Linked DNA regions of Mus musculus: all the other regions are linked to region 4. Evidence: chromatin contacts called from public Hi-C and HiChIP or PLAC-seq data. All regions are on one chromosome and are shown on one strand. The core of a region is the stretch at or near the end of the contact, and the rest is flanking DNA. Distances in the headings are between cores, read along the strand shown. Region 1 holds the start of Fzr1 (fizzy and cell division cycle 20 related 1). Region 2 overlaps Abca7 (ATP-binding cassette, sub-family A (ABC1), member 7). Region 3 holds the start of Zbtb7a (zinc finger and BTB domain containing 7a). Region 4 holds the start of Klf16 (Kruppel-like factor 16).

What was found. Hi-C and Micro-C count contacts between places; a contact is called where the count stands out from the background. HiChIP or PLAC-seq counts read pairs in DNA pulled down with a chosen protein or histone mark.
Region 1: a contact with region 4 is called in a Hi-C map of muscle stem cells, with 5 times the contacts expected there. The contact joins the promoter of Fzr1 here to the promoter of Klf16 in region 4. A contact is called at or near these places in 2 of 39 promoter capture datasets (erythroid cells and liver), 1 of 484 Hi-C or Micro-C datasets (muscle stem cells), 2 of 115 datasets of contacts at active chromatin or transcription factors (memory CD8 T cells and pancreatic cancer cells) and 1 of 9 other capture datasets (liver).
Region 2: an H3K4me3 HiChIP or PLAC-seq map of pro-B cells shows a contact between it and region 4, with 2.4 times the contacts expected there. The contact joins the enhancer-like site here to the promoter of Klf16 in region 4. A contact is called at or near these places in 3 of 39 promoter capture datasets (erythroid cells, liver and pre-B cells), 1 of 484 Hi-C or Micro-C datasets (CD4 T cells), 2 of 115 datasets of contacts at active chromatin or transcription factors (pancreatic cancer cells and pro-B cells) and 1 of 9 other capture datasets (liver).
Region 3: a contact with region 4 is called in an H3K27ac HiChIP or PLAC-seq map of embryonic stem cells, with 4 times the contacts expected there. The contact joins the promoter of Zbtb7a here to the promoter of Klf16 in region 4. A contact is called at or near these places in 1 of 39 promoter capture datasets (embryonic stem cells), 3 of 484 Hi-C or Micro-C datasets (B cells, cardiomyocytes and embryonic stem cells), 9 of 115 datasets of contacts at active chromatin or transcription factors (astrocytes, bone marrow-derived macrophages, effector CD8 T cells and 5 more) and 3 of 9 other capture datasets (adipose tissue, liver and macrophages).

What each region holds. Positions count from the first base shown.
Region 1 is chr10:81,376,732-81,379,669 of GRCm38.p6, forward strand. Fzr1 (fizzy and cell division cycle 20 related 1) reads right to left here and starts at 1,639. Exons shown (of 14, transcript NM_019757.1): 1 at 1,539-1,639.
Region 2 is chr10:80,006,088-80,009,517 of GRCm38.p6, forward strand. Abca7 (ATP-binding cassette, sub-family A (ABC1), member 7) reads left to right here. Exons shown (of 47, transcript NM_001347081.2): 22 at 1-88; 23 at 165-222; 24 at 346-623; 25 at 799-835; 26 at 1,049-1,141; 27 at 1,213-1,364; 28 at 1,567-1,691; 29 at 1,776-1,874; 30 at 2,058-2,345; 31 at 2,452-2,484; 32 at 2,576-2,753; 33 at 2,841-3,010. Among named protein-coding and RNA genes, the nearest start is that of Arhgap45, 8.9 kb to the right of the region's middle. Within about 2 kb of position 1,339, at least 4 of the 459 cell types and tissues checked have an H3K27ac peak or open chromatin away from gene starts, as enhancers often do. A contact at or near this core is called in pro-B cells, where this site is marked.
Region 3 is chr10:81,134,362-81,137,661 of GRCm38.p6, forward strand. It overlaps Zbtb7a (zinc finger and BTB domain containing 7a), which reads left to right and starts at 1,910. Exons shown (of 3, transcript NM_010731.3): 1 at 1,910-2,338.
Region 4 is chr10:80,575,654-80,578,759 of GRCm38.p6, forward strand. Klf16 (Kruppel-like factor 16) reads right to left here and starts at 1,643. Exons shown (of 2, transcript NM_078477.2): 1 at 1,094-1,643. The coding sequence starts at 1,547. It overlaps Gm26710 (predicted gene, 26710), which reads left to right and starts at 2,471. Exons shown (of 3, transcript NR_155863.1): 1 at 2,471-2,629.

The sequences.
Region 1 (2,938 bases), core at 389-2,888, 800 kb after region 4:
CTGGAGCCTGGCTCATTGGTGACCTCTCTCTTCTAAGCATGTGCAAAGGCCTTAGGTTTCATGCCCAGAACCAGGAAATAAACCACACCAAGACTCCTCCAGTGCACACTTAGCTCCTGACCCTCTATCCGAAGGAAGCAAAGAGACCCTTGAACCACAAAACATGGGCTAAACTCCTCAAGTACCAAATCCACACTTGAGAACTCCATTAATCTTTACAACACATGCCATCCCAGCCCCATGAGAGCTAGAGCCACCAACTCCCTTTCTTTCTAAGCCCTGATCCCGAGAGCCAGAGGTGGTGTCTGTTCTGGGTGAATCTTCACTGGGGAATCACCCTCATTCAAACAGCAGGAAGGAGCTAGGACTGGGACTCAGCAGCCAGAGGAATGAGGTCATCTCTCAGACAGGACGGGTAGGGGGCGTGCTTCCCACCAGGTGTTCTCAACAAGGAGTGCATCCCACCAGGTGCTCTCAATTAGCAGAGAATTTAGGGGAGCGGGGTAGGAAGGTAATGCCTATACAGAGGTTGGTGTCAGGCTTACAGCTGGAGACAAGTGAAGTTGGTGGGGTGATTTAAGGGCTTTGTAGGGGACAATGGCTTTGGATCAGGGATAGAGGATGGAAGGACCTGGACTTGCATTTGAAGACACAGAGTGGAGGTTCAGATCTGAGAGGGTACGTGGTGGATTTGGGGACACAGAATGTCTGTGGTTTCTGGCCATGTCTCCCCTGAGATGAGACACCTGGTTGTTGGCTGAACCACTGGGTGTTTACGGCAAATTTAGTTCACAATCCTTCCCACCTGGGGAATGCCAGATTTGAGACTCCTGGACTCTGGAGGTTGACTCAGATCCCAGTTTGGATGTAGGGAGCATCTGAGGCAGGGGGATTTACATTTGGAAGTCAACAGGGTGCAGATGAATGGTTTGCAGTTGAGTCTTGAGTGATCAGCATGAGACAGAATGCTCTAAATTTAAGGGAACATAGCTCAAAAGAATACAGAGTGTTGGTGACAGGGCGAGGTCATTGGGGACAGACCGTCTGAGATCTGACTCAGGACCTCACCTGAATTGGGTGGTTTTGGTGGAAGTAGTAAAGGGTGACCTGAATTTGGGGGCGCAAGGAGCCTGACCTAGGGTTCTGAGCTGCAACATGTGGAATGCCTGGATTTGGACATTAGCCGTGCTCTGAACAAGGCTCTGGGCGATGATTGCTGTGATGGACAGAGCGAGGTCAAGGCGAGGTTGCCGGGTGAGGGGACTCAGGGTTGGGGTGACTCAGGGCCTCATCTGGGAAGCTGGTTTGCATTCTGGGGTTCGGGGGAACAAGACGGGTGGTGCCCTGGATTCGAGGGGAGCAACTATCAGAGCAGAGCTCTGGGGATGGAGGACTCTGACAGACTCAGAGAGCTGGCGGGGTCGGGGCCGGTACTGGAGGTCGCTGGGATGTGGGGTTCAGGATCAGGCCGCACTGGAGCCCCAGAGAAGGAAGGGGTCGGCTGGGGGGGCGGGTCCCCGAGTCACCCGTGTCCTCACCTGCCTCGCTCCGGTCGCCAGCCGGCACCCGCCGGTTCCCGCCGGTCCCAGGAACACGCCGCGCCTGTTCGAGGCCCCGCCGTTGCGACAGGCCCCGCCGCCGCTGCTCACGGGAATCCCCCGGCCTCCGCGGTAGCTAATATGGCGGAACTCAGTGGCAACCCGACTCCCTCCCCCAATCTGTCCCGCAGGCCGCGCGCGCGCCCGCGACCGGCCCCGCCGCCCAGCGCATCACCGCGCCTAGGCCACGCCCCCTAGGTCCTCCCCCCCAACGCCGCCAAGGTTTTCCGTGGGCAAGCCACGCCCTCAGCCACGCTCACGGCCCACACGCACGGATCTCTCCGCCAACCCCCTGTGGCCTGTGCTGAAGCCACGCCCCTCGAGTTACCAACGCCTCTCCTAGGCCACGCCCCCACACCGCCTCTTTCCCTGTCCCTTGCGGGCACGCCCCCTAGACACTCCCACTCTGTGCCGTGCTCGCGTCCACCCCAAACAGCTGCGCCTGCGCGCCCCAGCGCGGAGCAGCTCGGGAGTATGGGACGTCCTTCAGGATTTAAATCAATACAGGAAGCGAGACGGCACTTGTTGCCCGGGGCAACCGTGTTGGGATGAGCAGTCGGGGAAGACCACGGCTGAATGGGGGGGGGGGACGACTAGAACAGGAGTAACTAGGCGCGGAGGAAGGCGTGGCTCCTGTTTGTGGAAGAAGTGGGGCGCTTCCCCCTGAAGCTATGATTCACTCAACAGTTAAGTGACTACCCCACGGATGGCGCTCGGCGCGCGGACGCTGCTGGTTACTCACTGTGCGTTTATTGTTTTCAATTTTCGAGCTACCTTTTTCTCTCTAGCCAGGCTAGCCTCGAGCTGGAAGCAATTCTCCAGCCTCAACTTCTGCATTGTTAGAACGACTGTTAGACACCTGCCCCCCCAAAATATTTATCGTGTCCCTGAGTACTCACTCCCAGAAGCCCCAAGTGATGACAGCTGGAAATAAACCTCAAGAGGGTCCAGGTTCAAAACCATACATGTTGGGCCCATCACAATGGCTCAAAAGGTAGGGTGATTGCAGCTAAGCCAGCTGGAGCCCACCTTATACCCAGGATCACTTGGTAGAGGGCGAGAACCAACTCCTGCAAGGTGTAACTCTGACCATCCCATGGGCACACCTGTGCCAGCCCCTGGGTAAATGACACTAAACAAATTAAGAACACAGACTGTTCTTCCAAGAGGTCCTGAGTTCAATTCCCACATGGTGGCTCACAACCATCTGTAATGGGATCCGATGTCCTCTTCTGGTGTGTCTGAAGATAGCGACAGTGTACTTACATAAAACACGTAAATAAATCTTAAAAAACAAAACAAAACACCAAAAAAAAAAAAAAACCCAAATAGGGTTGGGT
Region 2 (3,430 bases), core at 89-2,588, 570 kb before region 4:
CCCGCTTTTCTTGCGCCGACACTTGGGCTGCGGTTACTACCTGACCCTGGTGAAGAGTTCTCAGTCCCTCGTCACCCATGATGCTAAGGTGAGAGCTCGAGCTGGTCCCTGAACCCTGTCCCCAGCTCTGTCCTGCTGAGATGGACCATTGTCTTTCTTTGAAGGGAGACAGTGAGGACCCCAGACGGGAAAAGAAGTCAGATGGCAATGGCAGGACGTCAGGTGAGCCTGGGCCAGGAAACCCCTGAGGGAAGGGCAGGGGCAGCAACTCATAGCAACAGAACTCAAGAGCCCCTGCTTCTGCATCCTGGCCCAGAAGGTCTTACCCCTGACCTCTGCCCACAGACACAGCGTTCACACGAGGAACCTCAGACAAGAGCAACCAGGCCCCGGCTCCTGGCGCCGTTCCCATCACCCCAAGCACAGCCCGGATACTAGAGCTAGTGCAGCAGCATGTGCCTGGAGCACAACTCGTGGAGGACCTGCCCCATGAGCTTCTGCTTGTGCTACCCTATGCGGGGGCCCTGGATGGCAGCTTCGCCATGGTCTTCCAGGAGCTGGATCAGCAGCTGGAGCTCCTGGGTCTCACAGGCTACGGGATCTCGGACACCAACCTGGAGGAGGTATGGAACCTAGTGGGGTTTTGAGGAGTCTGTTGATGGACGGCAAGGGGGAACTCTGGAGAGGGAGAATGGCTCTCAGGGAAGGTGGACTGCTTGGAAGTCTCTTGAGGAGGTCTGTGAGGACCAATGGTGTATGAGGGTTCCCTCCTGTGAGTCTCTTGCTCTGTCTCCTCAGATCTTCCTAAAGGTGGTGGAGGATGCGCACAGAGAAGGTGTGTCTTAGCTCTGTGAGCCTTCAAACCAGGCCTGAGCCCCCCCCCCCCCTTGGCTGGGTCTTTCCTAGTTGCTGAACCCTGAGTCCCTCCCTGGCACTGGCAACAAGTCCTCCCTTTGAATTCCGGCCTCCATTTTCCCCAGAGGCTCTGGCTTCCTTTTCCCTGGAAGCAAGACCCTGTCCCCAGCCCTGAAGCCCGTTGGTTCCACAGGTGGGGACTCTAGACCGCAGCTGCACCTTCGCACATGCACTCCACAGCCCCCCACAGGGCCAGAGGCATCAGTTCTGGAGAATGGGGAGCTGGGTGAGTCTCTGCCCTGCTCACACCCCTCGTGGCCCGCAGGGTGCGGGAGCTCACCCTCCCATCCCCCACAGCTAAGCTGGTGCTGGATCCCCAAGCCCCACAGGGCTTGGCACCCAACGCTGCCCAAGTGCAAGGCTGGACACTTACCTGTCAACAGCTCCGGGCTCTGCTCCACAAGCGTTTTCTGCTTGCTCGCCGCAGCCGCCGGGGCCTGTTTGCACAGGTGACCATGCCCAACACTGAGGAGGATGGGTGACTGTCCTGGGGTGTCTGTTGTCCATGCTGGCTGTCATTCAGTGACTACATTCCACAACAACCCATTTCCTGCTGTTTGTGGAGGGGGCTGGAGAGCCTGGGAGGTGGTAGAGCGGGGTGGGGGTGGGGTAGAGTGTGTGGAGGTGGATGCTGACAGAATTGTCCCCCAGGTTGTGTTGCCTGCCCTCTTTGTGGGCCTGGCCCTGTTCTTCAGCCTCATTGTGCCTCCTTTTGGCCAGTACCCACCCCTGCAGCTCAGCCCTGCTATGTATGGCCCTCAGGTCTCGTTCTTCAGGTGGGTACTGGGTACAGTGAGCAGGTAACCTTGGGTGGGTGATAGGATGGCCACAGTCACAGTGCTGTGCCTGTCACCCTGCAGTGAGGATGCCCCTGGGGACCCCAACCGGATGAAGCTGCTGGAGGCTCTGCTAGGGGAGGCTGGGCTGCAGGAACCCAGTATGCAGGACAAAGATGCCAGGTGAGGAGGCCCACCCAGCCGACTCTCCTCGGCTGCTTACTCTCTCGGCATTGCCTCAGTTTCTCTCCATGGCCCTTGCCTCTGTGCCCCTTGGGCTCTGGTGAGCATGGCTCCCTCGTCTCATTGGATTGTGGGGCCTGTGTCTCCTGAGCCTAGCACCCACAGCCCTTCTCCACTCCACAGGGGATCTGAGTGTACACACTCCCTAGCTTGCTACTTCACGGTCCCTGAGGTCCCTCCTGATGTGGCCAGCATCCTGGCCAGTGGCAACTGGACGCCAGAATCTCCATCCCCAGCTTGCCAATGCAGTCAGCCTGGAGCCCGCCGCCTGTTGCCAGATTGCCCGGCTGGAGCTGGGGGTCCACCACCCCCCCAGGCTGTGGCTGGCTTGGGGGAGGTGGTCCAGAACCTCACTGGCCGAAATGTGTCTGACTTTTTGGTGAAGACATACCCCAGCCTGGTGCGCCGAGGGTAAGCACCCAGGCTCCGTGTGCCCCTTACTGGGGAGGCTGGGCGGGTTCCCAGGTCCCCTTTCTCATTGCTGTATTGCTCTGTGCCCTGTGTGTCTCCCCTGCAGCCTAAAGACCAAGAAGTGGGTGGATGAGGTCAGGTGAGGAGAGACCTGGCCCGGGAAACCCCAGCTCACCTGCCCACTCCCCAGCCTCTCACTTTCCCTGTCTCCACCCCAAACCATTTCCCAGATATGGGGGCTTCTCCCTGGGAGGCCGAGATCCAGACCTGCCCACAGGGCATGAGGTGGTCCGCACATTGGCAGAGATTCGGGCACTGCTGAGCCCCCAACCTGGGAATGCGCTAGACCGTATCCTGAACAACCTCACTCAGTGGGCCCTTGGCCTTGATGCTCGGAACAGCCTCAAGGTGGGAGCTGGGGCTGGCAGGCAGAGGTGGTCAAGGAGATCCAAGGTCATGTGCATATCTGGACCTTAAGGCCCTTGCTCTGCCCAGATCTGGTTCAACAACAAGGGCTGGCATGCCATGGTGGCCTTTGTGAACCGAGCCAACAATGGACTCCTACATGCCCTCCTACCATCTGGTCCAGTCCGCCATGCCCACAGCATCACTACACTCAACCATCCTTTGAACTTGACCAAGGAGCAGCTATCTGAAGCTACACTGTGAGTCCATCCATTTACTATCAGTGGTCATGTTGCTCAGGGGTGGTGGAGACTGGATTGGAACCTTTCTTGTGCTCAGGGCTAGTGACAAAATGTCATTCCGACAAACACTGCAAAAGCCAGGCAGCGTGGTAACCCAAACACAAACCTTTAAATATCAGCACACAAAAGGCAGAGCAGGTAGTTGAGTGTTGAGGCCAACCTGGTTTATATACACAGAGAGTTATAGGTTATATATAGACACCCTGTCTCAAGAAAAGAGTAGCCTGGTCTATAGAGCAAGTTCCAGAACAGCCAGGACACACAGAGAAACCCTGTCTAAAAAAACCAAAAACAGGCCGGGCAGTGGTGGTGCACGCCTTTAATCCCCACACTTGGGAGGCAGAGGCAGGTGGATTTCTGAGTTCGAGGCTAGCCTGG
Region 3 (3,300 bases), core at 660-3,159, 560 kb after region 4:
GCGGCGACCCGGGTGCTTAAGTGCTCCTAGGCTCTGGTCTGGGGCTGAAGTTCCGGGTTCCCCCTCCCGCCCCCGCCGGGCTCACGTGGCTGTCCGGAGTCCTTCCCCATCTTCTTGGCTAGTGTCACTGCCTGGCCCAGGGCTTCCACTTCCCCTGTGGGGACCTCCAGGGTTTCCCCTTTGAAGGCAAGTTATTATACAAAAAGCCAGATGTATTTGGGTGTTGATGGGTACATTTATTTATTTTTATTTGAGACAGGGTGTCACTGTAGCTCTAACGGCCCTAGAAATCGCTGTGTAGTCTGGCTAGCCTCGAACTCACAGAGATCCACCTGCCTCCTGAGTGCTGGGTGTGCTGCCACGCCCGATTGAACCGTACTTTTAATTCGGTTTATAAAAATGTGTTGGTAAATGCGGGGAGGGGGTCGATGCTTTGATGTAAAAGAACAAAAGAAAAACAAAACTAACATACCGGGCTCCCTTCGACCTGGGGCAGTTTGTAAATATTATCAACAACAGAAATAACAATGAATGAAAAATAACTAAATTAAGGACCGGGCATTTGGAGGCTGACATCTCATATTGTGACAGACACACTTAAAGCTAAAGCAAGGATGGCCAGTCTCCATACGAAGGGGAACTGAAGGGGAAACTGAGGCCAGGCGCTGGTTCTAACTCCCCGCTCCGCCCCCTCCCCAGAGCCAGATCCACAGTCAGGTCGTCTGGTGGCTGTGGCGTGCTGGAACCCGAACCCAGCAGGCCTGGTGAACCGGGATGTCGCCTGTCCCCTCCTCTGCCTTCCCCTCCCTCTCCAGACCTCTCCCACGACCAGAGAGGAAGTGGGAGAGAAAAGGACAAGGGGGTGAAAAAAAAAGAAAGAAAGAAAGAAAGAAAACAGAAAACGCAGGGTTGGATTCGCACTTTCCTACTTCCCACCTCTGTCCTGCGGAGCTGTGCGGCGCCCCTGCGAGGGTCCGGGTCCACGCCCCACACCAGCCGGGCCAGCCAGCCGGCTGCGGGGAAAATTACAAGGCCTGGAAAACAACCGTCCTTCCCCGCCCCTCGCCAACCCCTTCCCCGCGCTACGCCCCTGGCACAGCCGGGTGGAGGCGACTGTTTTATGTAATCGCGGGGCGGCAGGTTTGCTGGCTGGCTGCACCGGTGAGGGCGGGACCCCCGAGCTCAGCTGACATTTCGCGGCCCTGCAAGTCTTCCCCTGGGGGGTCCCTGGTATGGCTTTGGTAATTTAAGGCGCAGATGGGGGCGGGGGTGGACGGAGACCCGACACTCTAAAGCAACCTAGCTGTACTTGCAAACTCTGGGTTCCTCGCAGTTTGAGTAAACTGAGGTTTATGTGGGGGTTAGGGGACCTGGAGCTCAAATGCAGACTCTGATCTTTTTTCTTCCTTTCCTGGGTTCTTTGCACTACTTGGGTAAACTGAGGCCAAGGATGACAGGAGCGCCGATGCAACCTCGCCGACCTTGCAACAGACCTTTTCTTCTCCTTTCGATTCCTTGCATTATTTGGGGAAACTGAGGCTCAGAGAAGGGAGATGCGGTACCATGGCAGCGCCCTGGTGGCCTTGGAGAGAGGTGTGAGGCAAGGGACCGTCACTTCCTCGCCTTCATCTCAGCTCCTTGGGCCAGAGGGCCCCTTACGCCCCGGCACCCAGTCCTCCGGGTGCGCACCGCACTCCCGCCCCCATTGCCAACCCGGTCCCGCCCCGCCCCGGGCTTCGGGGGCACAGCCCGCGCCCCCTGAACCCCGCCCTGCGCGCACAGGCCGGGGCTGTTTATCTGCGGCCCCCACCCCCTGAACCCGAGGGGCCCCTCTTGCCCGCCCCCAGCACCCTGGGGTGCTCCGGGCCGTAGATAAGCCAGCAGGCTGGCACGGCGCCGCGCACGGGGCGGAGAGGTCACGGGCTTGCCAGGGGAGGGGCCGATGGGTCGGGGCTGCGCCCCCCGCCCGCCCGGCACCCCCAAATCCCTAATCGCAGCCCGATCTGCTCTCGCGGCGCAGCCCCGCGGGACGTGGCAAGAGCCGACCTGCAGAGCCTGTTCTGGCCGCGGTGGCCGGGGGGGCGGGCTGGGCGTGGGGGTGCCGGCGCTGCGGCACCTTTAAGACGAGGGAGGACCCCTCTTGCCCTCGGACAAACCAGGAAGGGAGTCGCGAGCATCATACGGGGCTTTGCGTACTGTACGGCTACTGTAGGGGCAGTGACGCCGCCGCCCGCCCGAGCGAGGTCCGCGCCGCGGGCTGCCCCGATCGCGCGTCCTCCGGGCTCGGGTCCCCGCGAGGTAAGCTGCCCGGGCTGAAGGGGACTCCTCTCCCGGAGAGGTGGGTTTTGTTTTTCTTTTTTTTTTCCTTTCTTTCCTTTTTAATTTCCTTGCAGGGTGGGGACGCGGCCGGGGGCGCAGTGCGCACCCCGAGAGCCCGTACGGAGCGGAACGGACTGGATGGGGGATCTGGGGCGCCTCCGTAGCTCAGGGGTTCTGGAGACCAAGATTGCCCGGCCAGAGCCGAAGAGGAGTCGGGAGGCGGGGGGGCTCCGCCCGGGTCCCTCCGGGGCGAAGGGCACAAGCCCGCTCCCGATCCCTCCTCCCTACTCGGGCGGCACGGCCTCAGGGTTCCCGGCGCGCGGCCCGCGGGGGAGGGGAGCCGGGCCTCACCGAAGGCGAAGGTGGGGGCTGAGGGGTGCGTCGCGTGCTAAGTTTGCAATAGGGCCCGGGGCGCGCCGCTCCCCTTTCCGAGTGGTAGTGGGCAAGCGGGGGGCGGGGAAGGCCTATCCGGGATTGCGCGCAGACGTTGGAGTTGGCCAGGATGGAGCGCCTTGGCGGAGGGGGGGAGGGGGCTGACAAAACAGGGAGGGGGGCTTTGCAAAAAAAAAAAAAAAAAAAAAAAAAAAAAAAAAAAAAGGCCCGAGAGAGGCGGAGGGAAGGGGTGAGGGGTGGAGTGTCTGGGAGGCGGGCGCGTCGTCGCGGTTCTCCTGGGCTCTGTAGTTCTTTCGCTTATCTTCAGTGCTTGTTGTTTTGGAAGGTGGCCTTGGAGAATAAACTACAAATCCCAGAGTGCCTCGCGATAGCGGCGGGTCAGGGAGGGGCGTTGCGGAGGAGGGGCGGTGAGTGGCAGACCTGAGGGCCAATGGATACTAGAAATCGTCCGGCGCGGCGCTGCATGGGGGTGGAGCCTGCGTTTGGGCGGGGCCTGCGTGCAGGGGCGGGGTTTATGCAGAAGAGGCGGAGCTTCCGCGGCTCCCTCGCCCGGGGCCGGTGGCGGTCCCGGCTTCCGGCTGCCGCCCC
Region 4 (3,106 bases), core at 393-2,892:
ACCCCCACCCCCATCAAGCCCTCTTTGGGTGCCTTGCTGCCCACATCAACTGTATCAGTAAGGCAGCCTCTATCTCTTATATAGACAGGAGATGGCGAACCAAAAGCAAGTAAATAGAGGGATAACAAGCAGGGGGCCCTATCCCAGGGATGCCTTGGAGCTGTTGACTACACCGCTGTTAAAGGGGTAGATTGTCAAATCCCAGTGCAAATCCCAGCTAACATGGATAGACCCTTGGACAGGAAGCGGCCAGTACCTAGCAAAAGGTTTGCCCCATCCAATCCGGGGGGATTGGGCATCCCAGAAACACTGGTGTGGCTAAATCTCGTTGTCCATCTTGGACCTTGACCTGACCCATCACAGGTGTGTGGAGTGGGCCAACACAAAACGTAGGCGAAGAGTTGTGGTGAGGATTTCAATCCCACTGGATTGAAGATTCAAGCCCCAACTCCAGGTCCGGGTCGTGGCCTCGCTCCACCATGTTAAAAGTACACAGAATGGAAAGAAAAATGTTCCGGGCAGCCACCCCTCACCACTGCTATGCTACCACCTAACCCTGCGCGAGAGTCTTCGCTGCCCTTCGGAGGGAATCCGCGCTGCTACCCAGAAGGCCGTAACCCGGATCTACCGACCCTCTTCACAGATAAGGAAACTGAGGCTGGGGGAGGGCCGAGAAAGAACTACGGAACCGGATGTTCTGACCACCAAGGGCGAGACCATGAAGCGCAGAAAAACAGGACAAGAATACCAAGCGAAAACGAAGGAGTAGGGGGCTGAGGACTGTGATCGCGCGTGGTGGACCCACCATGCCGGGGTAGATCCCGAACAACCTGCAATCGCGGGAGATTTGGCCACCAGGGCCGCCCTCCGCGCGCCGCCCGACCGCGTGGCCGCCACGCCTCCCCGCGCGCGCCCCACCCACCACGTCCCCGCCCTCCCGGCCGGCGGGCCGCTGAAGCCTGGGCGCGCCCCCCTCCCCGCCCCCCACGCGCCACGCAGTTTCGGGGTTCCAAGTGAGATGGGGGAACGGGGTCCCCGAGACCTCTCTAATGCACTCCCTGCATCCCACCTGTGTAAAATACGAGGGGCTTACCTGTGTGAGTCCGCAGGTGTGACTTGAGGTGCGAAGACTTGTAATAGGCTTTGGCGCAGCCATGGAAGGGACAGCGGTGGCTTTTGGCGGCGCCGGGGGCGCGGCCCGAAGAGGGAGACGAAGCGGCTGAGGAGGAGGAGACCGGAGAGGTGCCCCCCGCGGTGCTGGCTGCGGTGGCGACTACCGGCCCGCCTCTCAGATCGGCCAGGATGCTGGCGGCCAGCAGGTGGGGCGCAGCGGTGGCGCCTCCCGGCCCCGGAGCCGTAGCTGGCGGTGGCGGTGCCCCAGGGGTCCCCGGCGGCGTGGCCTCGCGGCGCGTGGCGCGCACATCCAGACCGGCAGCGGGGCCCGCGCCCTCGGGGCCGGGTCGTCCGCGATGCACCACGGCTCCCGAGGAGATGGCCATGAGCACGTCGGCGGCAAAGTAATCCACACACGCCACGGCCGCCGACATGCCGGGCAAGGACGCGGAGACACGGAATCGGCGGCGGGAGAGAAGCGGAGGCGGTGGGACCTACGCCCGTCCGGCCGGCAGCGGCTGCTAGAGTGCGGGAGGCGGAGGAGGGAAGGGAGGAGGAGGCCCCGGCGCGCCGCCGCCGCCCGCGCTCAGTCCCGCCCCGCCCCGCCTGACGCTCCCTGACGCACCGGAGCCCGCGGGGGCGGCCGCAGCCTGCCCCTCCTGGAGGACGCCCCCTCGGGGCTCAGTAGCCACGCCCTCTCCCCACCGCGGACACGCCCCCTCCTGCCGCGCCCTCGGTCCTCCAGAGAGTCGCGCGCCACCGCTGATGGGCGGAGCTCACACTGCCAGCTGCCGGTCCTCCCGCACTTCAAACCCCCCCTCCCCTCGTGTACCAGCAGAGCACCCGGGGTCCCCAAATCCCTGGATTGTGCCCTCTCCACGTAAGAACAAGCCAAACGGAGGGAAATCGTTCCCCTGGCCTGGTACGCACTACCCTCACCAGTGCCCTTCCCGGATCGTCACCTCCCAAGGCTTTGAGAGTTACGCCCACCCCCGCGACACGCCCACACACCCCACCCCAGCCTCGGATGCTCCGCCTCCTACCCCCAGTGCGCGCCACGCCTCCTCCGGGCGCGCGCTCCATCCTCTTCCCGGCGCGCCCACCACGCTGTGCCCGGTGCGCAGTCGCCGGGAACTCTCCCCTCCCCAACTCGTCCCTCCTCCCACTCCACATTCAGGCACTGGGACGCGCCCCTGTCCGCGGTGTGTGTGTCGGGGGATGGGGTGGGGAGTGCGATCCGCACGTGGCCAGGGTGGGGGTGCGGAAGCGCGCTGCCCCGCCCCCGGGCCACGTGCGCGACCCTCCCCCTCCTTCCTGGCCTTGAAGCAGGGCAATAACCCACCAATCCTGACTCCCCATCTCTGGGTCCCCAATGCCATTCTTGGCTTGGGGACAAAATATCCCGGAGGTCGAACTTGAGAGCGTAGGGTACCCACTACCCTGCCTAGCTGATCGAGTTTGTAGAGTTCGTCTTTGCGCACCGGGACTCGAGAATCACTAGGCCTGTGGATAACCGGTATGGCAAAAGTGAACAGGGCTGCAATAAGAAGGTCTGGCTCGGTCATCTATGCGAAGCTAGGGACACTGGAGTTCTGGTTGTTTCGTCCCTCCCTCACTGGCCCTTTGAGACTGGGACAGGGAAACTGAGGCTGACTAATGGAGCGATTGGAAACTTCCATGGATAATCGACCAAGTTGTGAAATGATGGTCCCCTAAAAGCCCCAGGCCCTAGGCGCCGGTTGCGCGGAAGTAGGAGACCAGGCTCCCGCCCCTTCCTAACTCCCGCCGGGTTGCGGAGGCCATGCAGTGGCCCGCGCAGCCTCCAGGGGGCGAAGCACCCCAACCGACAGCAGTCTGTCGGTCCGAGCTCCATCATGTTTATTCCCCAGCAGAGGCTAACCGGTGGCAGAGGTCCTTGCTCTGGGTGTCATCTCTACCTTCCCCACCTGCACCCCAAGCTGACTTGGTCAGGTTCCAGTGCTCTGCCGTCGAG